Linked DNA regions of Mus musculus: regions 1, 2, 3 and 4 are each linked to region 5. A link is a contact called in public HiCAR-type and HiChIP or PLAC-seq data. All regions are on one chromosome and are shown on one strand. Each heading gives the region's core, a stretch centred on a gene start, on an enhancer-like site or on the middle of the called end of the contact. The rest is flanking DNA. Distances are from core to core; before and after follow the strand shown.

Region 1 (2,700 bases), core at 22-2,521, 640 kb after region 5:
TTTTGTGTGTGATGAGGGTAAAGTCTTTGCTTACAGCTGTCAGAGTTCTTACATCTTCACACAGCCTGGATGGAGAGGAACCAGGCTCACCTATCCTCCAGGAGTGTGTTCATCCTATTCCTAAGGCTCCACTCTTGAGATTGCAATACAGTCAGCCTCTTGAAACCCTCACACAGAGGGACAGGGCTTCAGCACACGAATTTGAAGGCAGAGAGTGGAAGGGGAAACATAACCATTTAGTGCAGACCATTCTTTCTATACATTCTCTCCCCAGGTGAACTGACTTAGATCTATAATGTTAATATTATCTAAAACAAATGCTCCTCAAATCTGTATGTTCTGCTATAGAATCCCACAGAATCTCAGTCTTCTGTGACCAACCACGACGAGGTGTTTCCTTTACAGATCTGATGGGCATCTAGAAATGAGCACAAATCATGACCAGTCTTGGAATTTCTATTCTGTACTTATTCCCATGTGTACTGGCTAGTTTTGTGCCAACTTGACACAGCTGGAGTTATCACAGAAAAAGGAGCTTCAGTTGAGGAAATGCCTCCATGAGATACAACTGTAAGGCATTTTCTCAATTAGTGATCAAGGGGGAAAGGCCCCTTGTGGGTGGGACCATCTCTGGGCTGGTAGTCTTAGTTCAATAAGAGAGCAGGCTGATCAAGCCAGGGGAAGCAAGCCAGTAAGGAACATCCCTCCATGGCCTCTGCATCAGCTCCTGCTTCCTGCCCTGCTTGAGTTCCAGTCCTGACTTCCTTGGTGATGAACAGCAGTATGGAAGTGTAAGCCGAATAAACCCTTTCCTCCCCAACTTGCTTCTTGGTAGTGATGTTTGTGCAGGAATAGAAACCCTGACTAAGACACCATGTCATGATAAAGGACATTCCAGGCCTTCAGTTTTTTCAACTTCTCTTCTTCACCGCACCTCCCCATGTCTAACTCAGGAGTATTTTCCACCCGTTCCATGCTCTGAAACATTAACAAATCCAAGCAATCATTCCTTCCTACATGGTCCATCCTGTCTTCCATATCATTGTAGCACCTATCCCAGCCTAAGCCAACATCACCTTCTGCTTGGACAGGCGGACTAGTTTCCTATCTGATCTCTCTGCTTCTGCTTGCCCCTCCATTACAGTCGACATCGTATATAGGCTAATGTTTAAAAAAAAAAAAAAAAAAAAAAAAACCATGAGTCATACCATGTCCCTCCCAGTCTATTACCCTGTCTTATTTTCTTTTCCTGTTGCTATGACACAGTATATTGGCCAAAACAACATAAGGGAGAGTTTATTTTGGCTCTCAGTTCCAGGTGATGTCCCATCATGCTGAGGAAGTCAATGAAGCAAGAGCTTGAGGGAGCTGACCATACTGTGCCGGCAGTGGAGAAGCAGAGGGAAAGGCACGCATGTTTATTAATGCATGGTTGGTAATGCATGGTTGGCGTTCTTCATCACATACAGTCTAAGATCCCCTACCTAGGGGAATGATTCTATCCCCAATTAAGATGAATCTCCAACACCAATTTACACAAGCAAGAAAATCCCTCGCAGACATTCTCAGAGGCTAACCTTAATCAAGATATTCCTTCATGGGTGTGCCCTAAGGCTTTCCTCCAAGGAGATTCCAGATTCTGTCAGCTTGACAATACAAAATGGACTTCCATCCGGCTTGACCCAAACGGAACCTCTCTATATACGATCATCAGACTCTACAGGAACTGGCCTCTCTTCTATGGTCTCGTCCAAATCATGCTCCTATTGGCCCATGTGTTACATCACAGTGAATCTTTCCCCTGCTCCAGTCTCACCAGTTTACAGACTCTGATAGCAGCTATCACTTTCCTAGAGTACCAGTTATCAGAGACACTTCACAGAATCAGCTCTTCTACTGTTTGTCAATTCCCTCCTGCTTCGTCCCCAGAGAGGCCTTCCCTCCTTTGGTTGACTCAAGGTGCCCATTAGCTTATGCTTACTTACACTGGTCTCTGGTCCTACAGCTCCATCCCCATCATTGTAAGGTGCCCATGAGCTCACACATGGTCATGCTGCTGGTCTCTGGTCCTGCATCATTGTGTGTTAGCTCCTGTCCTGTAGAAGTGAAATGTCCTACTGAATGCCCTGAACTTGGCAGAGGGTCTAGGCTGCTGGAGGTTCTCAGTTGATGTTTGTCAAAGGAGTAGGTATATGACTAAAAGAAGAAGGAACCTGGACTCATAGATGGAGATATGAGGCCTTGTGTTTTAGCTCCATGTCCCTGAGAACTTGCTACTTATCTTTTCAAGCCATACCTATTTCCTGAGCCACCTACTCCAATGTATGATAGGTGTTAAGAAGTGGTCTCTGCCCTCCCAGAAAATGGGAAACAAGCATTCATGGATATTGGGAGCCATGAGAAGCCAACAGGGAGCACTCTCTCAGCCTAGAGGAAGAGGTAGCTGAATTGATACCTCAAAGATAAGTAGGTGTGGCCATAGTGGGCCAGAGAGGGGCACAGAAGGTTCAAAGACCCAAAGATGACAGAGAGAAAGCAGGTGGTGTGGGAGGGAGTAGCCTAGGACCATAGAGAGATGGGATGAAAGAAGAGGGGATGTAAGGAAGTAGGGAGGAAGGTAGAGGAGAGAGGAAGAGAAGAGAAAGAAGGGGAGAAGGAAGGGAGGGAGGAAGAAAATGAGGGAATAGGATAATGGAGAGA
Region 2 (2,700 bases), core at 55-2,554, 850 kb after region 5:
GGGAGTTCAAGGTTATCTTTACCTACAAAGTAAGGAGTTCAAGGCCATCCTGGGATAGTTGAGATGTGAGATCTTATCTCTCAAAAGTAAGAGAGAGAGAGAGAGAGAGAGAGAGAGAGAGAGAGAGAGAGAGAGAGAGAGAGAGAGAGAGAGAGATCTGGGGGCCATGCTTGACCTCTTGCCTGGGAGCTTTTCCAAACTGGCCAGCCTGAAGCTATTTTCTGGGGGTGGTAATGGGAATAAGCATAGGGAGACTCTGGGGTTGTTTTTAATTTAACATCTTTGCTTTCGTAAGCAGAGAGAAGAAAGAATGAGATGCCCAAGAGACTTCTATGTATTCTTTCTGAAAGTGGAGGGGCTGAAATGAACACAATGTGGAATCTGTCTTAGCAATCCAGCAGGGACCTGGTCTTCTAAATTCTTTCTCTCGTGGTTACTTTGAGAATAGATCCAAGAAACACACTTTTTTTCTGAAGCACCGTTTCTTGCGCATGGAGCATGGGTCTAGTAGCCATTCTGCTTGTCCTCTACTCCCCTTCTCCTTTGTGGCAGGAAGAAGCAGCTGATATACTTTTAACCATTCCTTTCTTTTTAACCTTCATATGTCATTTTATTTAGGGTAGTATCTATTCTAAATACCACACAGCTACTATGGGGTATTTTAAAATTCAACGTGAAAGTTTATCTTTTAATATGAAAGCTTTGGTCCATTCACGTTTATTATGATCACTTGGCTCCCTGGATTGGTTAAAACCATTGTGTGTGTGTGTGTGTGTGTGTGTGTGTGTATGTTATCAGTTATCATATATCTGTATTAAGAATCTGCTTCATATTGAACATGAGAGATGAAAGAACATTTTCTATTGTTTTCACTCTCATATAAAGACTGCATGTGGGTGCTTCCCTATCGCCTTCAAGACATCTCTTTTATATGTCTTCCAACAATTTGAGGCCGGGAGATCAATTATAAGAAAGAAAATATTTCTTGGCTCAGAGAAGGAGTCTTGCTTCCCTCTTTCTGGACACATAGAAGTAGAGGAAAAGGCTGAGGAATGAGATCAGAGAAAACAACAAGCAGAGATGAGAGAGAGTAGCTTAAAGATCTGTCATAGCAAGTTACATTCACAATCTCAATCCTAGAATTCTATTTACCCAGGTAAGGACCCTGCTTGCAAGGCCTAGGACTATCAGTCTTCTGAGACTATGAGACTAGTAGTACGTTGCCTTTCTCTCTGCTCCAGCCTCAACCATCAGGACACTTCCCTCCCATAACCATGGCTGATGACCAACACTTGGAACACAAACACATAGCCTCCAGATGTCAGACTTTAGTTTCCAGGACATCCCGCCAGCCTTCAGCATTGCAGCTTCACCAGTGGCCAGCCTGCAAGATCAGTGGCCACACACTTTCTCTCAACCTGGTCTGCCTCTGGCAACAAGTGGAGAGCTGTACTGTAGAGGTCATGTATGTGTGGCCCAGCCGAAAGTATTTAAAGGGTGCTCCAGGGGACACAACCCACAGCAAGCAGCTGTGAACTGTTCCATTCTTGTGCTTCCAGCCAGAGTCCAAGAGTTTTCTCAGCCTTTTAATGGAGGAGGAAAATCAGTCCAAAATTCTGGTGCTTCCTGCTAGCCAGGAAGAGCCGTGCACATACACAGGAATACTCAGTGGACAACATGAGCACAGAGACCTACATCCACGTCAACAATCCAGAGTTTTGAGCTGCTCACACTGAAGAAAGCCTAGCTGCACCAATAGGACCTGTGATGACTTTCATCTTTGTTCAGATAGAACCCGCACTTTTTTCCAGTGACTGAGGCAGTGGCCTGTGGCAGGTGAGCTTGGCCAAGACACAAAACACACACACACAGGCCGGACTAGAGGAGCCTTGGCAGTCTCCACACATGCAGCTTTGGTGAGACCAGGGCCTAGATATGATTTAATTCCAGTGACATCTACTAGAGACAGGGGTCTCTGCTAGGGTGAGTGTTGGGAGCCTAGTGGACATGCCTTGCAGAGGTGTGTGTGTGTGTGTGTCTGTGTGTGTGTTCTCATGCTTGCACTGCCAGAGGCCACACTCAGGACCTCATGCATGCTAGGCCAGTGATTTACCATTTCCAAGACAATGTTTAAGTAGTCAAAGTTGAGGCTTTAAGGTGGAGAAGACAAAGTAAACTGTCTTAGTCAGGGTTTTTATTCCTGCACAAACATCATGACCAAGAAGCAAGTTGGGAAGGAAAGGGTTTATTCAGCTTACAATTCCATACTGCTGTTTATCACCAAGGAAGTCAGGACTGGAACTCAAGCAGGTCAGGGAGCAGGAGCTGATGCAGAGGCCATGGAGGGATGTACCTTACTGGCTTGCTTCCCCTGGCTTGCTCAGCCTGCTCTCTTATAGAACCAAGACTACCAGCTCAGAGATGGTCCCACCCACAAGGGGCCTTTCCCCCTTGATCACTAATTGAGAAAATGCCTTACAGTTGTATTTCATGGAGGCATTTCTTCAACTGAAGCTCCTTTCTCTGTGATAACTCCAGCTGTGTCAAGTTGACACAAAACTAGCCAGTACAATTGAGCCCGTGTCAACTTGACACACAAACACATCACTAGTAAGCCTCAACCCTTACATTCTTATTCATCCCCAAGGTCTAAATAACTTTAAATGTCCCACAGTCTTTACATATTCTTAAAATTTCAAT
Region 3 (2,700 bases), core at 188-2,687, 520 kb after region 5:
AGTGCCCGAGTATGGGTCTTTTACAACGTGTACTTTCTAAATGGCTTTTGCTCTGACATGATTCATTTGCCACTTGGAAGAAAAGCGCTTCGGGTGGGCAGGCAGGGAGCGGAGGCCCGGGGAGCAAGCTCAGGCTGCTTCCTGGGTTTGGGTTCCCATCATCTCCCTAACGCTGTTTCTTGGGAAAGATCTGAGAATCCAATGACCAGGGCTAAAATGGCTTCTGCTCTAAGTGCACCTGAAGCCTTCAGGCCATTCCTAGCAGGGTCAGTCTTTCTATTTGCGCCTGACCCCTTCCATCATTGAGGAAGACTGCTACCAGTATGGCCATCGGATGGGCAGGTGCTGGCTGTCCAAAGGGAGATGCCGGGTAGCTTCCATTTGTGGATTTGATCAGCAGAGTCCAGCTGCTTTCATCCTGTTGAAGGCAGGGATGAGATGAGCGGGTACAGACATCCGAATTGGCAATCTGAGAAATGCCGCAACCCAAACCCGGATATAGTGATAAATAATAAAGTGAAAATAATATCTTGACAAGTTAGAACCTGTGGCAGATTACGTACCCCAATCCCATACGGAGCACACAGTAGGACTCTAGCCAGAGGCTGGGCTGGAAAGAAGAGAGAAGAGAGGTGCACAAGGCTGGGTGGAAAAGGTGGCTTTCTACGGTTGGTTTGGGTAAAGTCACCCAGGCAGCTCGGACTTCCTTTCTGTGGTGCTCCAGGGCAGTAGTAGCCCCAACCCCATCTGCAGGCTTCCTGGCCAGTTTGTGACAAAAAGCCGTGTCTCTGATTCAAATAATGAGGGGATCCAGGGAGGTAGGAGTCCCATTTTCAGGAATCTCATTTCCTGTGTGGAACTCATGCTTTTGGGCGTGTGTGTGTGTGTGTGTGTGTGTGTGTGTGTGTGTGTATAGCTGTCTGTCTGTGTGTGCCTGTATGTATACACCGGTGTGTTGTGTGTTCACTGTATGTGGCACAACTGTGTATGTACCTGTGTATGTATATGTACACCTGTGTCCTCACCTGCATGTTCACCTGGGTGTGTATGTGTGTGTGCCCACTGTGAGGCACAACTGTGTATGCACCTGTGTACCCATGTATGTGTATATACACCTGTGTGTGCAGCTGCGTGTGCACTTGTGTGTGTGTGCCCACTGTGTGGCACAATTGTGTGTGTATCTGTGTATGAATATATACACCTGTTTGTGTACACCTGTGTGTGTGTGTGTGTGTATGTGTGTGCCCAGGTGAGAGTACCTCTGTGCTCCTGAGTGTATGCACACTCCTGCACTTCTTCCCATTGGTAGCCTTGGGCCAATGGCAAAGAGTGTCTATGTGCAGAATGGCGGGGCTGCCTTTTTGATGCCTACGCTGCTTGCAGGAGTGAAAGCTGGTGATGTCACTCCTCAGAGAAGAAGCAGGCTCACTGTTGAGTAGGCTGTCATAAAGCAGGCCCCAAGTCCACAAAACCCACCCTTGTCAGTGCCCATATCTATTAAGGATGGTAGTGGGGGATCTTTGGGCTGTAGTTTCAGCAGTGCATCAGGCAGTGGCCTGGACTGGGAAGAAATAATGTTTTTGAGCCTAAAGTTTGGCTGTTTTGAAGACTCTCTGGATTTTGAAATGTTTTCCGCTTCCCAGACCTTGAGCCTGAGTTCATCGTTGGTCCCGACTTACCTATATCCAATTTAGAGGCTTTTTTTTTTTTTTTTTTTTTTTTTTTTTTTTTGAGAATCTGTTAAAAACACCCTGGCTTTCAAGGCTGGGCCACTTGTCTGGCCTTCTCCTCCCACCCACCCAACCACTCCCACCCGTTTTGACCAAACCATGCAAACACTGGTATTCAAAAATATTTTGTTACTTTTCTTGGCAAAGGATTCCAAGAAGGAATTGCAACACAGTCTCGGAGTTAGGAGGCAACTTTCTGGGGTAAAAGGCGGGGTGCAGGGGAGGGGAAGTTTGGGGTTTGAATCAAAAACAGACTCTGAAGCTTTAAAACAAGCGAAGCAGAGCCCTTTCAGCTCCCGAGCCTTCGGTAGTGTGGGTCAGGCTTTAACGTGCCCAGTGGAAACTGACAGTCTGAGAACTGGGGCATAAACAAAAATGTCGTCCCTGGGAGTCTTGTTCACTGGACAATGTCTCAATTGTTCCTTTGCTTTCCAAGGCAGCGGGGGAGAGTGGAATATTAACTGTTTACTGTCCGAGGCTGGCTAGGGAACTGCTTAGAGAGAGTAAGATGGAAAGATAGAACTGCATTAAAAACGAAAAGAGAAGAAACTATTAAAAATGCCAGTAAATGACATGTCAATTGTAGATTGTTTTATGTGCCATCCACCTCTGTCCCGGGCACTCTTTGGGGTTTATGTGTATGAGCCAAGCAATAGCTTGGCATTGTTTCTTAAATCTGCATGGTAGCTTTGCACAACATCAGCTTTCAGAGATTGCTGCCTGTAGGTACCTGCTGCAGTGGCTATGAGGGTGGGGTTTAGGGAAGGAAGTATGATTTGTGATAACAATTTAAATTTTAGCTTTCAGTTGGTTAAGTCTTGTTAGCCTTTGCTGTTCCTAAAAACTGATTCAGTGGACTTAATAACACTCCCCCACCCCCAGATCAAGTGGTTGGGATTTTCAAAAACAAAACTAAAGATTCAGGCTCCCTTGTAAAAATACACTTAGTGCTTAATAAAGGGAGAAAAGT
Region 4 (2,700 bases), core at 30-2,529, 680 kb after region 5:
GCTTGACTTGCTCATTTATTCACCAAATATTTACTGAACACCTGCTGCATACCCAGCACCATGTGAGGAACTGAGGAGAGAAACACAAACAACAGATGATCCCCCTAAGAAGCTCACAGTTCAGTGGGGGAGGAGAACCTACAAGCGAATTGATCATTAGGAATCCCTCTTGTCACTCAGGTCACTTGTCACCTCCTTCAGGAGGCCTCTTTCCTTCTCCCTTCTGGTCCTGCAGAACCGACCACTCTCTCTGTGTTGTCCTTCTTCACGGATGCTGGTCCAGTGCTCATTACATTGTGGGGAGGGGGCAGGAGCATGGATATCCTCTGGCTCACAAGCTCCAGTGGGAAACAATCTGAAGAGGGATGTTATTTCTATCTACATCTGTTTCTGTTGTTTACCAGTTGTGTGATTTAGGCTAAGTGACTTCATTTCTCTAATCTCAGGTGTCGTATGGGGTGTTTCCTACCCGGAAGGGTTATATTGAGGACTGAAAAGTGAAGAGAGCACATACCTGTAGTTACTGCTAATTTCCTTCTCCTATCTGAATTTCAGCATCTCTTAGCGCTAAGCATTGGTGGGATCACTTGGAAAGGAATAGGATGGAGTCTTAAGTCATTTAAAAGTCGGTAAATAAGTGTGGGGAGATAATTAACAGGGGAGTCTGCTGGAGCCTTGGGCTGGGAGGTAGAGGACTTCAGGATGCTGGACTCAACATCTGTCCTCCATAGCGATGGTTCTCATTGTGGGGGTGGGGTGGGTGTGTGGAACGCGGGTGATTCCCCTCCTCCAATGGCATTTTGTAAGGCCCGGAGACATTTTGGTTGTAACGATTCTAAATATCTTACAATACCCAGGATGGCCTCCTCTCGCCTCAGCAAAAAGAACCCTTTCGTTCAATATGTTTAATGGTCACAAGTTTGGGAAACCCAATTTAGAGCCTTTTTACTCAAAATGTGGTCTTCAGACCAGCAGCCTCAACGTCATCAGAGTGATCGTCAGAGTTGCAGAATCCTGGCTCTTGCCTACTACATCAGAATCTGTTTTTTATCAGCTCATTGTGGATGTGAAGACATACACTCCAGTCAGGGAAGAAGGCTTCTAGATAGGATTAGGACTGACAATGAAAAATCCAGTACTCAGGGTAGACAGTCCTCAGGCTATACAGAGCCCAGACTGTACAGTGCTCAGGCTAGACAATGCTCAGGCTAGAGAGTGCTCAGGCTTTACCCCATAGCAATGAATCAGAACCCCTGGGGAAGACCCTGGACACAGACATGTTTAAAATCTCTCAGATGATCTCAAAGGGGAGCTGGGATGGCAAGTCATCTACAAGCCCATGCTCTGATGATGTGGGGAGATTTGTCAGCGAATGTTGGTTCTAAAATAAACAGAGTTCAAGGGCTGGGGAAAGGACTCATTCAGTAAGCATTCCTACAAGCACGGGGACCCAAGTTCAACAAGCAGAAACTGGAAATGCTGGAAACTTGTAATTCTAGTGCCAGGAGGCACAGATAGGCAGATATCAAGGGATTGCTTGCTGGCCAGCCAGCCCAGCTTCAGGTCTTAGTAAGAGACGTGTCTCAAAAACAACAACAACAACAACAACAACAGCAACAACAACAACAAGGCTTTTGAAAGAGAAACTGGAGGCTAACCTCTGGTCTCCACACATATGTGCATGTATATGCATGCCACAGGCACAGTGGTGCACCCATACTTACACACAGTCTCTCTGCATATAAAAATCTGGGTAGAGTATATTCAACTATTCATGGTGCCCATTTTGTTGTGATCTGTGGAAGCTCATAGGTCCTACTAAGACAGTTGTGACCATAGTTTGAGTCATGACCACACATGCGTCAGTTTTCTTGTATACTGAATTTTTTCTTTTTGATTATCCTCTGAGGGATTTGACAGATAAGCAAACAGATGAGTGAATGGTGTTATCTAAGTACTAGTGTGGAAGATGTGTGCCCTGGATATTAGACACAGGGATCCACTCACCAATAGGCTCTCCATGGAAGAAACAGGATCCCAGGAAGGCTTCAGAGTTAGGTCTCCAAAGAGGAAAGAGCACACGTCTGCTTCCTGTCTAGGCTGTTCTGAAAAGCGAGCCTATTTAGACTTAGGGTCTAAATGCATTCCTTCTAAGCATTTCGCACTCTGACTTCTAATTAACACGGGTCCCTACTTCTTCCTGGCTCTCAGTCATTAATGATCATATCAGTGCTCAGCAGATAAAGGCTTCTTCTTACGGTGGTTGAGGGGAAAATAAGGGTTCCAGCAGGTTCTGTGGCTCCTGCCTCCTAGGTGGAATGGGAGCCCTTCTGCACACCAGTACATGAATGACCTTCACTTCTTAAAAACAGGTCATAGTTTTATCATGCTGGGATAAAGGGTTAGAAATGGGCTAACCTCATCAAACACTTCCGTATCTGATCTGACCTTCCTAGCCGAGGGTCATGGACACCATGGAAGGGTTCCATTTGCTGGGTGATTTCCAGTGTGGTTGTCTTCTCCTCTGAGTTTTGGCTGTTGAGTTAAGTGGGTGTGCTGTGGGAACTTGGGGTAAATGGCCTCATTCCTAGTGCCTGGGAAGCTGGGAGGGTGGAAAACCCATACTGTGCTTGGCTGGGAGAGTTTGTCAGTTTTCTGGGAAAACTGAGGGAAGAAGGCATGCCCCCTTGGAGGAAACAG
Region 5 (2,700 bases), core at 184-2,683:
ACACATTTCTGTGTGCAACAAGTCCATGTGTGTGCCTGAGCTGTCATGCCTTTGGCTGAAGGGTCACTGAGGTGGGGTATGTCATTTTCAGTTGTGGCCTCCAGAACTCTGTATCTCACAGGAGAATATAGGTTGATTTGAAACACAGCCTAAAGAAAACAAGATGGGAAAACTCCGTTTAGAAAGTCCATATGCCATTTATTTAATATTTAACTCCAAGGAGCACTTGACTCAGCACCTCGAAAGCACACTAGTGTGGAGTTCACCTCTTATCGAGAACAAAAATAATTACTTTGGACCTATCCAGAATACAGTCCGAGCTTGAAGTGCACGAAAACCGGACATATTAAACAGTTTTCCTCTTCTGTTCAAAGTGCCAGAAAGGATCGACTACTCCTAGCTTAGTGGATCGTTAGAGAGAACAAAGACTTAGGGAGCTGAGAAGCAGGGTCTTATCTAATTATCACGTATCTAATTCTTCCTAGAACAGAAACTGGCTTAGAGAGACTGTGATTATATCGACCGACCAAGGTCACAAGTAACAGCTAAGTCCAGAATAGAAGCACCAAACTTCTTTTTTAGGACGTTCTAAACTGCCTCCCAACGAGTTGTGAATTAACTGTGACATGCTCTACGCATATAATACTTTGTGTATTAATAACTGGGCACTTGTTCTCCCAAGCGCCAACATTAGCAATCGATCGGGGTTAAAGGTACAGGAAGAAGGGTGAGATTAAAACGAGAAGGCCGCATGTGTGTGCGCGAAAAATCACAACTGAAGCAGTGCACGAGAACGAGCACAGAGTGGATTTAAGCGGGCGGGGGGGGGGGGATAATTCCCTCCGGGGCCGAGGGAGAAGGGAAGAAGGCACGCACGGGGAATAGTTGTAGACCTGAGTTCTGAATGGAGTGAAATGAGCCGGGAAAAGACCTATGACACATGGGTATGACGTATGCGTAACGGATTCCCACGGAGCAGATGCGCCAGCCCGGTCGGTGCCTGCCTCAGTTTCCCGCCCATGTAGTGGTGCGGGATGCTCTGGGATCTTCACTCACAGGACAAACGTCTTATTAAGCGAGGTCTGGGCTCGATATTTTGGAGATGCTGGGTCGACTAGGTCGAGGCGAAGACCGCCTCGTAAGCGGGTTGCACCCCCTGCGGTGACTCCCACCTCAGTCTGGTCTCCGGTGCCCGCTCCACAGCCATCGCATTTCCGGGACGGCCCGGGCTCAGCGGAACAGATTTTCTCCTCCTTATAGCTCTGTCATGAGCGCTTCAGTCTGAGCAAGCCGAATGCGAACCCTGACGGCGAGACCTGCGCGGGGAACTCGGACCCGCGCGTCTCTGGTTCACGCGGCCGCCGTGAGCCTCCCGCTCGGGTCCTCGGCGCAAGCTCCGCCACAGCCACTTCCGGTCGGTGCGCGGCGTCAATCTTCCCTCGGAAAGCCCGCGCCTGCAACTTAGAGTTTGGGGGCGCTCCAGCCGTTTCTCTGGAGCTGCAGTGTGGGGGACGTGTATTCTGTGATACCCGAGAGCATGTGGGCTTTCGTAGTCTTTTTTTTTTTTTAGGGGTCACCGAAAGTGAACTTTTTCTTTAGTTTTACGTTCGAAGATTTGGGTGGAAAGGAAAAGGCGCAGGCAGCGCAGTTTCCGGAGGACAAGGACTGCGTAGAGCAACCAGGAAGCGGCAGGGCTGGGAGTTGTTCCCGGTTCCCGCTGTGCTGTGGAGACTTCTTCACAGGGTCCCTGCGCCGAGGCCGGGCGCCCTTGGCGAGTCCCGCTCTGAGCGCTAGAACCCGGCTCCGGCCGGCCGTGCCCGAGCTGCCATGTCTTCCGACTTCGAAGGGTACGAGCAGGACTTCGCAGTGCTCACTGCTGAGATCACCAGCAAGATTGCAAGGGTCCCTCGGCTCCCTCCCGGTGAGTACCCTGCCCGGCCGGGCGGGGGCGGCCTGGAGAGCCGGGGGCCGCGGAACGCCGCCTGGGCACGCGGGGCTCGCTGGCGCGAGGCTGCTGTGGGTGGTGCTGGCGGCCCGGGGAGGGGTGCGTTCTGGGTAGTAGGTTGTGATTGGCATTAAATGTGCTTCAAATGCAAAGCACCTTCTGCGTGGAAACCATTTTGGGGGGGTGGCGCCTGTTTCCTACCCCACCGCTTTTTAAAAGCTTGTATAGCCTTGGAAACATTGCTCTGCATCTTGATTTCTTCTTTTTTCCTTTTCTTTTTTTTTTTCTATCTTTTTTTATCTTTTGTAAAATATGAGTATTCAAAGGAACTGTGTGAAAGTATCAAGATTGTGGATCTGTAAATGCAGCAGCAGCGTTGTCGTTTTAGTCAATAATTCTGTTATCCTTATTCGTGGCACACTAGAATGACGAGCTAGGATGCCTGAATTCAAGTCTAACCCTTGCCACTTAGAAGTTGTCTCCTAGGCAAGTTTTCGTTATCCTTCAAAACTTCCTTCTTGGTTCGAGAGACTCGTACCTCTCTCAGGGCGGTTGTGAAGATTAACTGATACGCAGCTGTGAAGCCCTGTGTCTTAGCTCTTGTTAGGATTCCTATTTTTCAGACCTCTGCCCTGATTCTGTGATTCTCATCTTTCTTGGGTATCTATAACCCAGTTTTATATGAAACTTCGTACAGGACAACTTTGCTCACTTTTACAATTCAGCATCCTCCAGGTATTACCCTGCATGCTAGG

Evidence for each region. HiCAR-type assays count read pairs that join an accessible place to other places. HiChIP or PLAC-seq counts read pairs in DNA pulled down with a chosen protein or histone mark.
Region 1: a FOXA1 HiChIP or PLAC-seq map of pancreatic cancer cells shows a contact between it and region 5. The contact joins the enhancer-like site here to the promoter of Vti1a in region 5. A contact is called at or near these places in 2 of 39 promoter capture datasets (the SN4741 cell line and embryonic stem cells) and 4 of 115 datasets of contacts at active chromatin or transcription factors (astrocytes, embryonic forebrain, large pre-B cells and 1 more).
Region 2: an H3K4me3 HiChIP or PLAC-seq map of embryonic limb bud shows a contact between it and region 5, with 7 times the contacts expected there. The contact joins the enhancer-like site here to the promoter of Vti1a in region 5. A contact is called at or near these places in 4 of 39 promoter capture datasets (the 3T3-L1 cell line, cranial neural crest, embryonic stem cells and 1 more), 1 of 15 datasets of contacts at CTCF or cohesin (the NIH/3T3 cell line), 14 of 115 datasets of contacts at active chromatin or transcription factors (SST interneurons, craniofacial prominence, embryonic basal ganglia and 9 more) and 1 of 9 other capture datasets (pancreatic islet).
Region 3: a HiCAR-type map of astrocytes shows a contact between it and region 5, with 2.2 times the contacts expected there. The contact joins the enhancer-like site here to the promoter of Vti1a in region 5. A contact is called at or near these places in 3 of 39 promoter capture datasets (the 3T3-L1 cell line, the SN4741 cell line and liver), 5 of 115 datasets of contacts at active chromatin or transcription factors (astrocytes, bone marrow-derived macrophages, large pre-B cells and 2 more) and 1 of 9 other capture datasets (adipose tissue).
Region 4: a FOXA1 HiChIP or PLAC-seq map of pancreatic cancer cells shows a contact between it and region 5. The contact joins the enhancer-like site here to the promoter of Vti1a in region 5. A contact is called at or near these places in 1 of 39 promoter capture datasets (embryonic stem cells), 3 of 115 datasets of contacts at active chromatin or transcription factors (large pre-B cells, pancreatic cancer cells and pro-B cells) and 1 of 9 other capture datasets (embryonic stem cells).

What each region holds. Positions count from the first base shown.
Region 1 is chr19:55,955,665-55,958,364 of GRCm38.p6, forward strand. No RefSeq gene overlaps it. Among named protein-coding and RNA genes, the nearest start is that of Gm52391, 19 kb to the left of the region's middle. Within about 2 kb of position 1,272, at least 15 of the 459 cell types and tissues checked have an H3K27ac peak or open chromatin away from gene starts, as enhancers often do. A contact at or near this core is called in pancreatic cancer cells, where this site is marked.
Region 2 is chr19:56,160,992-56,163,691 of GRCm38.p6, forward strand. All of the region lies in intron 1 of Gm31965 (a long non-coding RNA gene), which reads left to right. Among named protein-coding and RNA genes, the nearest start is that of Gm31965, 7.2 kb to the left of the region's middle. Within about 2 kb of position 1,305, at least 13 of the 459 cell types and tissues checked have an H3K27ac peak or open chromatin away from gene starts, as enhancers often do.
Region 3 is chr19:55,836,099-55,838,798 of GRCm38.p6, forward strand. All of the region lies in intron 5 of Tcf7l2 (transcription factor 7 like 2, T cell specific, HMG box), which reads left to right. Among named protein-coding and RNA genes, the nearest start is that of Gm31734, 94 kb to the left of the region's middle. Within about 2 kb of position 1,438, at least 116 of the 459 cell types and tissues checked have an H3K27ac peak or open chromatin away from gene starts, as enhancers often do. A contact at or near this core is called in adipose tissue, astrocytes and stem cell-derived neural progenitor cells, where this site is marked.
Region 4 is chr19:55,994,547-55,997,246 of GRCm38.p6, forward strand. No RefSeq gene overlaps it. Among named protein-coding and RNA genes, the nearest start is that of Gm52391, 58 kb to the left of the region's middle. Within about 2 kb of position 1,280, at least 19 of the 459 cell types and tissues checked have an H3K27ac peak or open chromatin away from gene starts, as enhancers often do. A contact at or near this core is called in pancreatic cancer cells, where this site is marked.
Region 5 is chr19:55,314,624-55,317,323 of GRCm38.p6, forward strand. It overlaps Vti1a (vesicle transport through interaction with t-SNAREs 1A), which reads left to right and starts at 1,434. Exons shown (of 8, transcript NM_016862.4): 1 at 1,434-1,921. The coding sequence starts at 1,828. It overlaps Zdhhc6 (zinc finger, DHHC domain containing 6), which reads right to left and starts at 1,413. Exons shown (of 11, transcript NM_025883.4): 1 at 1,173-1,413; 2 at 1-149.